Regions from separate parts of the Mus musculus genome. Here region 2 is linked to region 1. The links are chromatin contacts, called in public Hi-C maps. All regions are on one chromosome and are shown on one strand. Each heading gives the region's core, a stretch centred on a gene start, on an enhancer-like site or on the middle of the called end of the contact. The rest is flanking DNA. Distances are from core to core; before and after follow the strand shown.

Region 1 (5,986 bases), core at 1,593-4,092:
TTTGCAGGACCAATGGGCCTCTCTTTGCAGTGATGGCCGACTAGGCCATCTTTTGATACATATGCAGCTAGAGTCAAGAGCTCCGGGGTACTGGTTAGTTCATAATGTTGTTCCGCCTATAGGGTTGCAGATCCCTTTAGCTCCTTGGATACTTTCTCTAGCTCCTCCATTGGGAGCCCTGTGATCCATCCAATAGCTGACTGTGAGCATCCACTTCTGTGTTTGCCAGGCCCCGGCCTAGCCTCACAAGAGACAGCTATATCGGGTCCTTTCAGCAAAATCTTGCTGGCGTATTGCAATAGTGTCTGTGCTTGGTGACTAATTATGCTCAGTGTTTTTAATGTGGGTGCTGGAGATCCAGGCTCAGGTCCTTACAGGCTAGCAACAAATCCTCTGACCCACGCAGACATCTTCCTAGCCACTAAATAGCTTGAGCTCCTGTCCCTGTGAACAGTTTGGCTTGGCTTGGCTTTTTGTTTGTTGGGTTTTTTGTTTGTTTGTTTGTTCGTTTTGTTTTTTAGTTTCTGCCCTTCGGATTGAAAGTTGTTCTGACTGACTTCCTGGGTGGGAAGTAGAGAAGAGAGAGGCTGAGTCAGAGTGGATCCTCTCTTTACAGGGCTGAGGTATCCCCACCACAGCTTTGGTAGCCAGAACTGCTAGTACCAGCGAAAACAAATCTGCTTTTGTTGTTAGGGGAAGCCAAAGTCTAAAAACTGTGTGATTTAAGTCTGTGAAAAATAAACTCGAGACTAAATAAAGCCATCTATGTGGAAGGTTCACTGACAAGGGGAGCTGTGAGTTGTTACCTCTTTAGCAGTAAGCAGATGCTTATTTTTAAAGGAGCTGTAATCACAGTCTGAGAGATGTAACCAACACGTTGCTCATTAATAACCACATTCTGAGAATCCAAGCAGCCTTGTTAGAGGTTTGCCCTGCGCTCAGTTCACCACCCTGGTGGGGACCTTCTGACCAGGTTGAGTTACGACTCCACCAGCTAATTGCAGCTTGTTTTGCATATGTAGTTCCCTGAAATAAAACCCACTTTTGTTGGAAAAAAAAAAAAAAACAACCAAAACCAAAGCACCATCTATTAAGCTTAGAAAAAGATGGCAAAGATTTGCCACTGCTACATTTTAATAACATCATATATCTTCAAAAACACCTCCAGCTCCATTAGCTCCCTGCAGACAAAACAGGCCTCAGTCCAGTGCATAAACGATAGAAAAAAGTCTACACAGTGCAGAAACCGTTTCTCAGAGTTGTGTGTGAATTCCAGGCAGGCTGCCCTGGTGCCACGAGAGCCGATAATGTTGCTCTTATCTGATAGAAAATGTCTGGTTCTAGAGCACTCTTAAAACTCCCCTGCAAAGATAATATTTTTCACTTCCAAAATATTTTCCACGCCTGCACAGGCTAAGTGGAGTGCTGCAGGTGATGCTGACGAGGCTTCTGCCTGCCCCTTTCTGGTAGTCACACGTAGACATTTTGATTCAGTTACAGTTAGTCGTGTGCGTGTGCGTGTGCGTGTGTGTGTGTGTGTGTGTGTGTGTGTGTGTGTGCGCGCGCGCGTTCTTACTGAAAGCTATAAACAGAGCCCACACTCAGATTAGTTTAAACAACAGAGTAGATATTTTTGTTAGTAATGGATGGGAAAAAAATCATCCAGGCATATGAATTTGCTTTATTCTCTAAGAATATAATACCTCTGGAAAATAATTCCTTGTGGTTGTATATACATTTCCATGTTGTATATTAAAGAATATTCTTTTGTGGCTTTATTCTTGAGTGGCAGGTTATCATGGCTGTTTATTTGAGAGAGGTGTGTGGGGGGGTGTTATCTTTACAGCATCTTGCCTAGAGCCCCTCAGTAGATGCTTATAAAGTTCATCTTTAATTTTTTAGAGAAATGGCACAAGATCAGAACCTAGATATCCAAGATCTAATCCAGTTCTAGTGTTGGTTTTTTTTGTACAGTTAGGTTGATCATTTGCTCTGAGCCTCAGTTTCCCCACATCGCTGTACTCACTAAGGGATCAGGATTTCTGGTGAGCACAAAAGACCTCTGCCAGTATTTTTCACTGAGAAAGCTTGGTGTAGTTTCCTTGCCTGGCACACTCACACTTTGGGTATCTGCTAATGGCATCTGAGTGAGACGGACCACTAAGATTGTGGCATAAAACCAAGAAACCCAGATTCGGTACAGTCCTAACTCCGAAGTACTTTGGACAAAAAAAAAAGGGGGGGGGGTGAGATGGTGGGATGTGGTCTTCAGTAACTTTGTGGCAAACCAATTTAGGATTCAGCATAACCAAAAGAAACAGTGCCACCTGCATCACTTAGTGGCTGTGCTCAGCTGCAGAGCAGAAAATGTTCATGGGCTTGGCTGCAAAGTGTCTCCCTCCCCAGACCCTCCACTGGGCTGTTTGGACCTATAAAACCGGGAGAATTGGGAATTTCAAAAACATCCTTCCCATCAAAAACATCCAGAGAACAAATTGTGAACCTGTAAACTGTTTTCCCTAAATTCAAGGGTGTTTAGCCCTTAAAGAAATGAATGACCCCTAGAAGGAAAACAGTCGTGGTCGGGGAGGGAGTGGGGGCGGGGGAGTAAAGCAAACAAATGGCAAAGACCACTATTGTGTTGTAAAGAAAATGCTTTGGGGCTTGGAGTCTTTATACAGGTAGATCTTTTGGAAGGCAGAATTTTGAATCTGTACCTTTCCTGCGGTTAAAAAGGAACACAAACGGAAAACAAACCGGAGATTTCTGTGCCACTGCGTCCCACTCCTTCCTCTGCTGCAGAGCTGCTCTGCGGAATGTGAGAGCGACTCACAGAGCCACAGCGCCACCTTTCTGCACGATGTGGGAATGACTCTTCACACTGTGCGAGGCCTGTTGACTGGCTGGCTCAAGCCATTCTGTGGGCGAGCCTCAGGAAGGAAACAGCTCCTGGACGCTCAGATCGTAAAGGCAGAGCAGCAGAGGCCAAGAAATGAGTTTTCTTTTCTTTGGCCCCTTAGCAATTAAACTGGTAACTTAATCGGATATTAGGGACCGTGAGTCATAAACCCTATGTTTAATTAGTTTGCACCCACTGAGTCATTTTACATGCTAGACATTTGTAATTACAACCTGCTGCAATGCAGCAGGGTCCTGAGCATTTTTTTAATTGTGTCATAAGATATTCTTCTCGCTGCTGAGTCTTTAAAAATATAGAAACACTCTTAGTTGAGATGTTTTTCTTTTCAATTTTCAGTTGCAAATCAAACATGCAGTTACAGAAGCAGAGATTCAAAAATTGAAGACCAAGGTAAGCACCGCTCCGTGGTGTTTGAATTGTACTCTTTAAACTTCAGATACTCTGGGAGTAATGGATTTGCTCCCGTGCACTTGAGAGCATATTTCCATGAGATGGTCATTTCCAACATTAAGTACATCGATGGACCTGTCTTGAGACTGAGCATAACCGCACATAACCAGAGAAGGCCACAGGGCACTTGGTGTTTTAAGTAGATTTAAACTGTTTAGTCTCTCTGAAATTTCATTAAAAATAATATTTTTAATGGCTCAAGCATCTGTGTATTAATTTCTAAAATATAAGCTGGTATAGCAAATCTCCTTTCTGTCATTTACCTTATAATAATTTCAGCTAATTTACTGGAAGCAATGTATTGTTTTAATGTGGAACATTAATTTCTTTTTAGGAAAAACTTCCCATGTCTAAGAAGTAAAGTTATAAGCTCATTCTATGCATTGTGTAATTAATTTAGATTCAGCTGCTACTGGAAATCTTGAGATATACTCACTTCACATTATTTAAATTTGTTGAAGAGAAAAATATTAATAAAAGAAAATATTTTTAATCTCTATGAAATAGTGAGACATCAAAGGAAACTGTAAAATTCTTGTACAAGATACAGTTCTAGCTATTGTTGTTCATTTCTATCAAATGTATGTTTTCAGAGACTTAAAAATATCTTCAGTTGCTTTCAAACGATGCTGTATTGTTTCCATAGTCTTTTTAAAATTACAAAATAATTATTGCCTACGTCGAGTGATCTGTTTTCTGATTCACAGTGAATACATGCTTTGGGTTTTCCATGTGTTTTAAATGGAGATGAGTTAGCTGGTTAAATGGAGATGAGTTAGCTGGTTAAATGGAGATGAGTTAGCTGGTTAAGTGGAGATGAGTTAGCTGGCTACTTTGGTTAAGTGGCATTCCTGACTAATACGCTCTGGAGCTCTCTAGTCAAAGCTTATTTCAGCATCATTCATGGTGTCCGCGGCGCACCGTGAATTTTAAGTTTAAAGCTAGCAGGGCTGGTACCTAAACAACTGCTATAAAGCATTCATTAAAGATGCTGTAAAAAACCAAGCCCTTTTTATCTGAAAACTGTTTTTTGACTTTAAAAAGCAGATCTTATAAACTGTTGGTTACAAATAGGGAAAAGAGCCCCTGTGTTTATAAATGCTCCCATAGACAGGCTTAGGCATTTATTTATGAAGAATTAATTTAGAAAAGTCTACAAATTACTATTTTATATTTTCCTTTTAGGTTGGTATATGATAACACTTGAAAACATGTGATTATTATCAATGTTATATAGATTTCTTCACTTCAGTGTTTGGGACTAATCTTTACTTTGTAACCTCTTGTCCACATGTATTTAGTAAAATACTTTTCACAAAACTATTCTTGTGACATAGAAATGTGTACATTTGTGTGAATGTGTATCTCCATTTGTTCAATGCTCTATAGAATGGGGATGTCATTTGAACCTTGATAGCTTTGTACGTAGAAAGGGTAGACAGAGTAGCAAGGTGAAGAGAACGTGGTTGTCAGGGCAATTTAAACCCTCATCTGAAACTCAGTGTCATGAGTTCTGTATTAAGAGCAGCGCTGGACCGGCTTCCTCTTTCCTGGACTCTATAACCAAGAGGCCCAGAAAAAAAAACTGCACTCTGTGTTTCTAAGAACTTCCAGAGACAGAAACTACACAGAGCTGTCTTTTTGATCCGTTGGAGGGATTTAAATTAACAGGACAACTATTAATGCCTTTATTTTTTCCCTGTCTTTTATACATAGTATAAAGTAAGGTTTGAAAAGCTGTAGATGTATTTAACACTCCCTGTGATATACTGAGTGACAGAATGTGTTCATGTCAGTTGAAATCAACAACCTAGAAACATCCCCCAAAGGGTTAAAAGCACAGTAACAGGAGCTGACTCTCTCAAATGGTTAGGGTGCCCACGAGGTGTTGCAAGGATGCAGAGTGGTGAGAGCACAGGTGCCCTCTGACTCTAAGGGCACCTGAGTCACCACCCGAGACACAGGTGGTAACTCTTAGAAGCCTGAACCTCGTGCCCACGTGTTGAGGAGAACAACCCATAAGCTAAGTCCCTTCCTCACCATTAGTGCCTTTGCTTCTGCTCCTTTCCCACCCCCGCTCCCTTCTTAATTAATCATCAACTTCCTGTCCTACTCTTTATTTAACGTGCTTTCAAACAACGTGTGTCAACATTTAGTGGACCTAATCAGTGATGCGCTAGACACCATTTCCTGCTTGCAGTATTTCAAACGGCATGCTAGCAAAGAGAGTTCATGGGAGTTCATGTCAGATTTGTGTTTGGTCTTTTATCAGATGGGTAACCTTGAGCAAATCATTTCTCTTTTCAAGCCTTCCGTTTTATCCTCTATGGATATGGAAAGAACAGTTGCTCTTCTCATCTTGAGCTGTTTTGATGACTGACTGATTGTATATAACAATAGGGTTTTATCTTAAAAAGCTAATAGTGTGGAGAGATGGTGCTACAGACATGCCCAAATTATTTTTGCCTTGACATTTGTTTTCTCCAGCTTCAAGCAGCCGAAAATGAGAAAGTAAGGTGGGAACTAGAAAAGAACCAACTGCAACAGAATATAGAAGAGAATAAAGAACGGATGCTGAAGTTGGAGAGCTACTGGATCGAGGCTCAGACATTATGT
Region 2 (5,986 bases), core at 1,321-3,820, 130 kb after region 1:
TTTTCTTCATTTCCAATGCTATCCCAAAAGTCCCCCATACCCTCCCTCCCCCACTCACCCACCCACCCACTCCCACTTCTTGGCCCTGGCGTTCCCCTGTACTGAGGCAGATAAAGTTTGCAAGACCAATGGGCTTCTCTTTCCACTGATGGCTGACTAGTCCATCTTCTGATACATATGCAGCTAGAGACACGAGCTCCGGGGTACTGGTTAGTTCATATTGTTGTTCCACCTATAGGGTTGCAGATCCCTTTAGTTCCTTGGATACTTTCTCTAGCTCCTTCATTGGGGGCCCTGTGATCCATCCAATAGCCGACTGTGAGCACCCACTTCTGTGTTTGCTAGGCCCCTCCATAGTCTCACAAGAGACAGCTACATCAGGGCTCTTTTGTCTTTCTTATCGTGGTCAGATCATTGTGAAACAAGGCTTATGTTGCCTCTTCGAGGTAACCTGATTTCAAGCAGTGTCAACTGCATTTAGTAATGGGTAACTTGACAGGGCACCTCTACAACTTCCTCATGTATGTTCCCTGGGTCTGTTATAATAAACTGCCATCAACTGTAGGGATTAAAAAACAAAAGTTATTCTAAATGGTTCAACAGAGTAAGCATATTGAAGCAGGGAGTTAGCAGAGCCATGATCCCACTAAAGTCTTGGTGGAAAGATCTGTTCGTGGCTTTTCCACCATCAGGTCCCGCTCCCTGACCTGTAGATCTCTCGCTCCAGGTTTGGGAGAGTATTCATCATTGTGTGGCAATCTCTGCACTTGTCTGCCTTCTTACTGATTAAGGATATATCTTAATCCACTAAGGCTTCATCTTTAACTGGGTATTTATAAGCAAGATCACATTCTGAGGTATGTGTGGAAGAAATTCAAACACAGGTTTTAATACAAAATTTTTAAAAAGTGGAGTTTGGATGACTTGGGAAATATTTTGCAGGTTTTTTGTTTTGTTTTGTTCTTTTTGTTTTTTTTTTTTTGTTTTTTTTTTTGTTTTGTTTTGTTTTGTGTTTTTGTTTTTTTTTCGACAGGATTTCTCTGTAGCCGTGGCTGTCCTGGAACTCACTTTGTAGACCAGGCTGGCCTCGAACTCAGAAGTTCGCTTGCCTCTGCCTCCCAAGTGCTGGGATTAAAGGCATGTGCCACCACCGCCCGGCTATTTTGCAGTTTTTAGGACATCATTCAACTCATAACAATCCCTTTTCTTTACTTTCCATTCCCTAGCAATCCTGTGAAGTTCAGATCCACTGTGGCCTCAAGAACCTAGTGATGCTTTTAGTTCATAAGAGGGGAAAATATCTCTTACTGCTTAAACCCTGACATTGATTAAGGAATAATAATCGTCTAAATTCAATAAGAATGATGCTGATCATTGCAAATTAAGAGCTCACTTTTGATGGACCTGGGATTACGTGGTGATTTAGTCACAAGCTGACTCGGGCCACCTACCTGGCCCACAACTTTTTTTCTTCTTCTTCTTCTTCTTCTTCTTCTTCACTTATACATTTTCCGTTTTTATTTTGCCCCTTCGCAATGCCCAATGTATTTATAGTAATTCCAAGAAAAGTATAAGATATACTACATTTTATTATAGAAAGTCAGAAAAAATGAGTTGATCTTGGAAAAAAAGATCATCCTTTGCAAAATTTAACTTGTCCATATTAAAGACACGGAATGCAATGTTTGCAGAATTTTCTTTTCCTTGGGTGTCAAGTACTAAATCAACTTAAATATTGCACTCTACCAATATTTATATCATCAAAGAGTAATGTTATGGTTTCTCTTTTTTTATTAGGTATTTTCTTTATTTATATTTCAAATGTTATCCCCTTTCCTAGTTTCCCTTCTAAAAACCCACTATCCCCTTTTCCTTCCCCCTGCTCCCAACCCACCCACTCCCACTTCCTGATCCTGGCATTCTCCTATACTGGGGCATAGAACCTTCACAGGGCCAAGTGGCCCACAACTTCTATGAGACTCAGTTTACTTATGCTTGTTACTAAATGCTATGTGAAAATAAGTTAAACTATTTTGACTTGGCACAGAGTCAGCACACTTAAGGTAATCTTTATAAGTTCCCACCAGTTGTTTTTATTTATTTTTATTAATTTTTTATCAGCTTCTTCTTTAAAGAGTTGGACATAAAGAAATAACCCATCTGGCGGTTGGTTATAATACCCAGTGGGTAAGACTCAGAAAACACAATCTACCACGATGATTGGCAGGGGGAGTAGGTGTTTAAGGAGAGCACAGGATTGAGTTGCTGTGGCAAAGAGGTTGGAATTGGAGCTGGGAATCTAATTGAGCACCTTTATAGGATTAAAGAGCTTTCAGAAAGTTGGAAAATATAGAGACATTCAATCCTGAACACAGCAATGTCTACTGAGGCGCTGGGCAGTCCCACCACAGGGAGCTTTAGAAAGCTTTAGAGAAAGAGAAAAATCTTCCGCTTGCGAAACAAAAGCTGGAGAACGCCTGCTGAAGGGAAGAAAGCAAGGTGCACAGTGGAGGGCCCGAAGAAATAGACCGAAGACGCGTGGTTTTAACTCCATACCTCTTGAGAAGTTCATGTTTTAGAGTTTTCAGGTGGATGAGAGAGCGTTGTTGTTCTTCAAACTTAAATATCTCCACAGTGGAGTCCATGTTGGGGTGATTCACGACATAAAGATAAGCAGTGTTGTCTGAATGGGAGAGGGGAGGGGAGAGATCATTTCAAAGAAAGATACAATTTCCAGGAAGTTTAAGCGAGCTTCTTGAAACCGTTATTAGGCATCTTTAAAAACCCAATCATCTCCCAGGTCTTTAGTTTTGCCTTGAGATGGGGTCTTGCTATGTTCCCAAGCTTATCTTGAGCTTCAAGGTTCCAGTTGTGAGTTGCTGGCATTTTATAGGCAGGTACTACTGTGCAACGGCTGCTTTTATGGTACTGCCTGCCTGTCAGGTCATTAACACCAATGCTAGATGCTTCTATTTTTGGAGAAATTGAAACTCCAGTAGGGGATATCCCAGCAATTTTATCAACATAGCAAGTTTACCAAGCAATGGTGCAAAGCATGGGTGTTTGTGCAATGGTCTCCACAGCCTCACTAGCACGCCCTCTCTAAAGAGAAGAGATGGAACTTCAGTGGTAGGCAAACATGTATGTCACTCTCCTGGATGGTTTGTCAGCAAACAAATCATGTCTGCTGAGAAATTTTGGGGTGTGTCACAAAGGTCTACATTTCGACAGAAGTTCAAGAAACCTCAGGGCATGCGAATGCTTTCAAATAAGCCCTTTCCCAGATGGACAACGAACTTCTAACACAAGTGAAATACCTGAGTAGAGTAACTATATTTACTGAACTCAGTGGACTTGTAAAGTAAACACGCCAATGGAAACAAGCCAGCTAATCCTAGGCATCACCAACCTCAAGAATGCTCCCAGATACCTGCTTTCACTCTGGAATGTAGAGTGCCCTGAAGAGGATTGAGGGTAGTGGCCTTCATAGACTTATTAGAAGCTGTGTGTCTGAGGTTTTGAGGGACTGGTCTGGTCCTGTCCTCTCACTGTGAAATTTGTTCTGTATCTCTTGTTCCTGTTCACTTCCTCCATGTAATTACTGAACATGTAATGGAGCAGGTCTGAGGCCTGACATATGAAATTTACATTCAGGGCCCTTGACCACATTTAGCTGTTCCAGGCAAATTAGGTGGAAGAGGTGCTTAATGAAGATAAACTTTGTTCTACAGCCTGACAGTTCTCTGTGGGACATTTTGGTCTGTGAATTAATCCCTTAATTTAGGAATAAATAAAATAGGTTGTCAATCACAGAACATTGAATGTCTGGAAGCTTCAGTGTATGGCTGACAGATAATCCATAAGCTGATCCTATCTTAGAACATTCAGCTCCTGATATCCCTAACTCTAACATCCTATACAGTGAAATAGTCTCCGTTAATCTGACTACTCGGCTCTCACTGGAATGCGTTAGCCAGGGCAGTGTCAGGCAAACAAGTTGTGGCTGTAAGGGACTAAGTATAATGAGCTTCCCGAGTTTTACCGAGTAAGAGACACGCGATAAATGAAAGCACCTACCTTCTAACTCTGAAGCAGCCAGAGTTACTCAGAGAAGTCAACCCTGTATCACATTCCTGGCAACTCCAGCTTCTCCATCTTATTAAATGGAGTATTACTGTAACTTGTCTGATGCCATCACATCCATAGTCCCTCGCGCACCAGATACCTGTTTGCTCAGTTCCTATTCTGTCTCAGTCATTGTTCTGGACTCTCAGATTCCATAATGAATGTGTTGCATACATTTTTTATGGTGAATATATTTAGATAAGAAAACAATAGTAAAAACTAGTAAGTAGAAACAAATACTGGGGCAGAGAGATACCCCCTTCATTTATACAATGGCATCTGTGTGTTCAATGGATTCACAAATAAATTATATTTAAATTAGTTTGGAATTATGGGATATAAACAAGCAAAATGTACTAAAGATTGCTATTTTCAAAGTGAATAATATAAGATTTGTTTCTGAGGTAGTTTCTTGAGATGTGAGTCACATGCCATTAAATCCAGTCTTGCAAAATGTAAACGTTAGTGCGTTTTAGTATATTCTTAGAGTTGTGTAGTAATAACCACTACTTAGCTCCGGAATGCTTACATCAGGCCCCATGTAAATGCCCCACTGTTTAGATGTTCCTTTCTACTTCCCCTTCTTCCCAGCATCTGCCCAGGGTCATAGCACACTATCCCAGCTCATTCTTTCTATTGCCAAATGATACTGTATTGTATTGTATTGTAGTCTATTGTATAAACTATGTTCCATGCTCATCAGTTAATGGGCATGTGAGTACTAGGAAAAAGGCTGATAGGACCATTCATGTGGGAGTATTTGTGTAGAAGTGTTGCCAGTCCTGCTGATCACACACCAGAGAGCAAAGCTACTGTATCACATGGTAACACAATATTTTGAACTGACAGACTGTTTCCTAAAGTGGATGCACCTCTCACAATATTGCCAGTGAAGGAGCCCAATTTCTCCACATCTTTGCTTATATTTGTTGTTACTTGTTTTCTCTCTCTCTCTCACTCTGTGTGTGTGTGTGCGTGTGTGTGTGTGTGTGAGAGAGAGAGAGAGAGCAGTAGTTGTAGTAATAGTTGTAGTGGTGGTGGTAGTGGTAGTAGTAGTAATAGTAATGTATTTATATGTGCTACATGCACATCAGTGAGTATGTCTTCCTCTATTACTTTCTGCCTTACTGCCTTGAGACAAGGTCTCTCACTGACCTGGAAACTCACTGATTATTTTGGGGGGGGGGTAGGGTCTTAACTGGATGGTTGGTGAACTCTGAGGATCCACTGGTCTCCACTCTCAATATCGGAGTTTCAAGAATAATGGGTAGGTACGGTGACCCATTGCCCTGTACCTAGCCTCATGTCCCTTCTATTATTCTCATCCTTGAATATATGAAGAAGTGACTGATTTTTACTTCATCTGCATTTTCACAGGTTGCTGAAATTGTCAAATGTCTCTTAACACCTTAATTGGCATTTGTATACTTTCATAAGAGAAATATCTATTCAGATACCTGTCCACATTTAAACAGGTTCATTTGTCTTTTGGATGTTAAGGGGCATGCTAGATAGTTTAATGTCAACTTGCTTCAAGCTGGAGTCATTGGAAAGGAGGGAACCTCAGTTGAGAAAATGTTTCCATATGATCGAACTGTTGGATATTTTCTTAATTAGTGATTGATGGAGAAGGACCCAGGCCATTGTGGGTAGTGCCATTCATGGATTGGTGGTTCTAGGTTCTATAAGAAAGCAGATTGAGCAAGCAGTAATGAGCAATCCAGTAAGCAGCACCTCCATGGCCTCTGCATCAGCTCCTGCCTCCAGATTCCTGCCTTGTTTGAATTCCAGCTCTGACTTACTTTATTATTTGGTACAAGCCACATAATCCCTTCCTTCCCCAACTTACTTGGGTCACGGG

What was found. Hi-C and Micro-C count contacts between places; a contact is called where the count stands out from the background.
Region 2: a contact with region 1 is called in a Hi-C map of the G1E-ER4 cell line, with 2.3 times the contacts expected there. The contact joins two enhancer-like sites. A contact is called at or near these places in 3 of 484 Hi-C or Micro-C datasets (the G1E-ER4 cell line, bone marrow-derived macrophages and embryonic stem cells) and 3 of 9 other capture datasets (adipose tissue, embryonic stem cells and pancreatic islet).

What each region holds. Positions count from the first base shown.
Region 1 is chr6:5,107,744-5,113,729 of GRCm38.p6, forward strand. It overlaps Ppp1r9a (protein phosphatase 1, regulatory subunit 9A), which reads left to right. Exons shown (of 16, transcript NM_001363809.1): 8 at 3,257-3,310; 9 at 5,858-5,986. Among named protein-coding and RNA genes, the nearest start is that of Gm46949, 43 kb to the right of the region's middle. Within about 2 kb of position 2,843, at least 212 of the 459 cell types and tissues checked have an H3K27ac peak or open chromatin away from gene starts, as enhancers often do. A contact at or near this core is called in the G1E-ER4 cell line, where this site is marked.
Region 2 is chr6:5,234,316-5,240,301 of GRCm38.p6, forward strand. Pon3 (paraoxonase 3) reads right to left here. Exons shown (of 9, transcript NM_173006.2): 5 at 2,557-2,683. Among named protein-coding and RNA genes, the nearest start is that of Pon3, 19 kb to the right of the region's middle. Within about 2 kb of position 2,571, at least 10 of the 459 cell types and tissues checked have an H3K27ac peak or open chromatin away from gene starts, as enhancers often do. A contact at or near this core is called in the G1E-ER4 cell line, where this site is marked.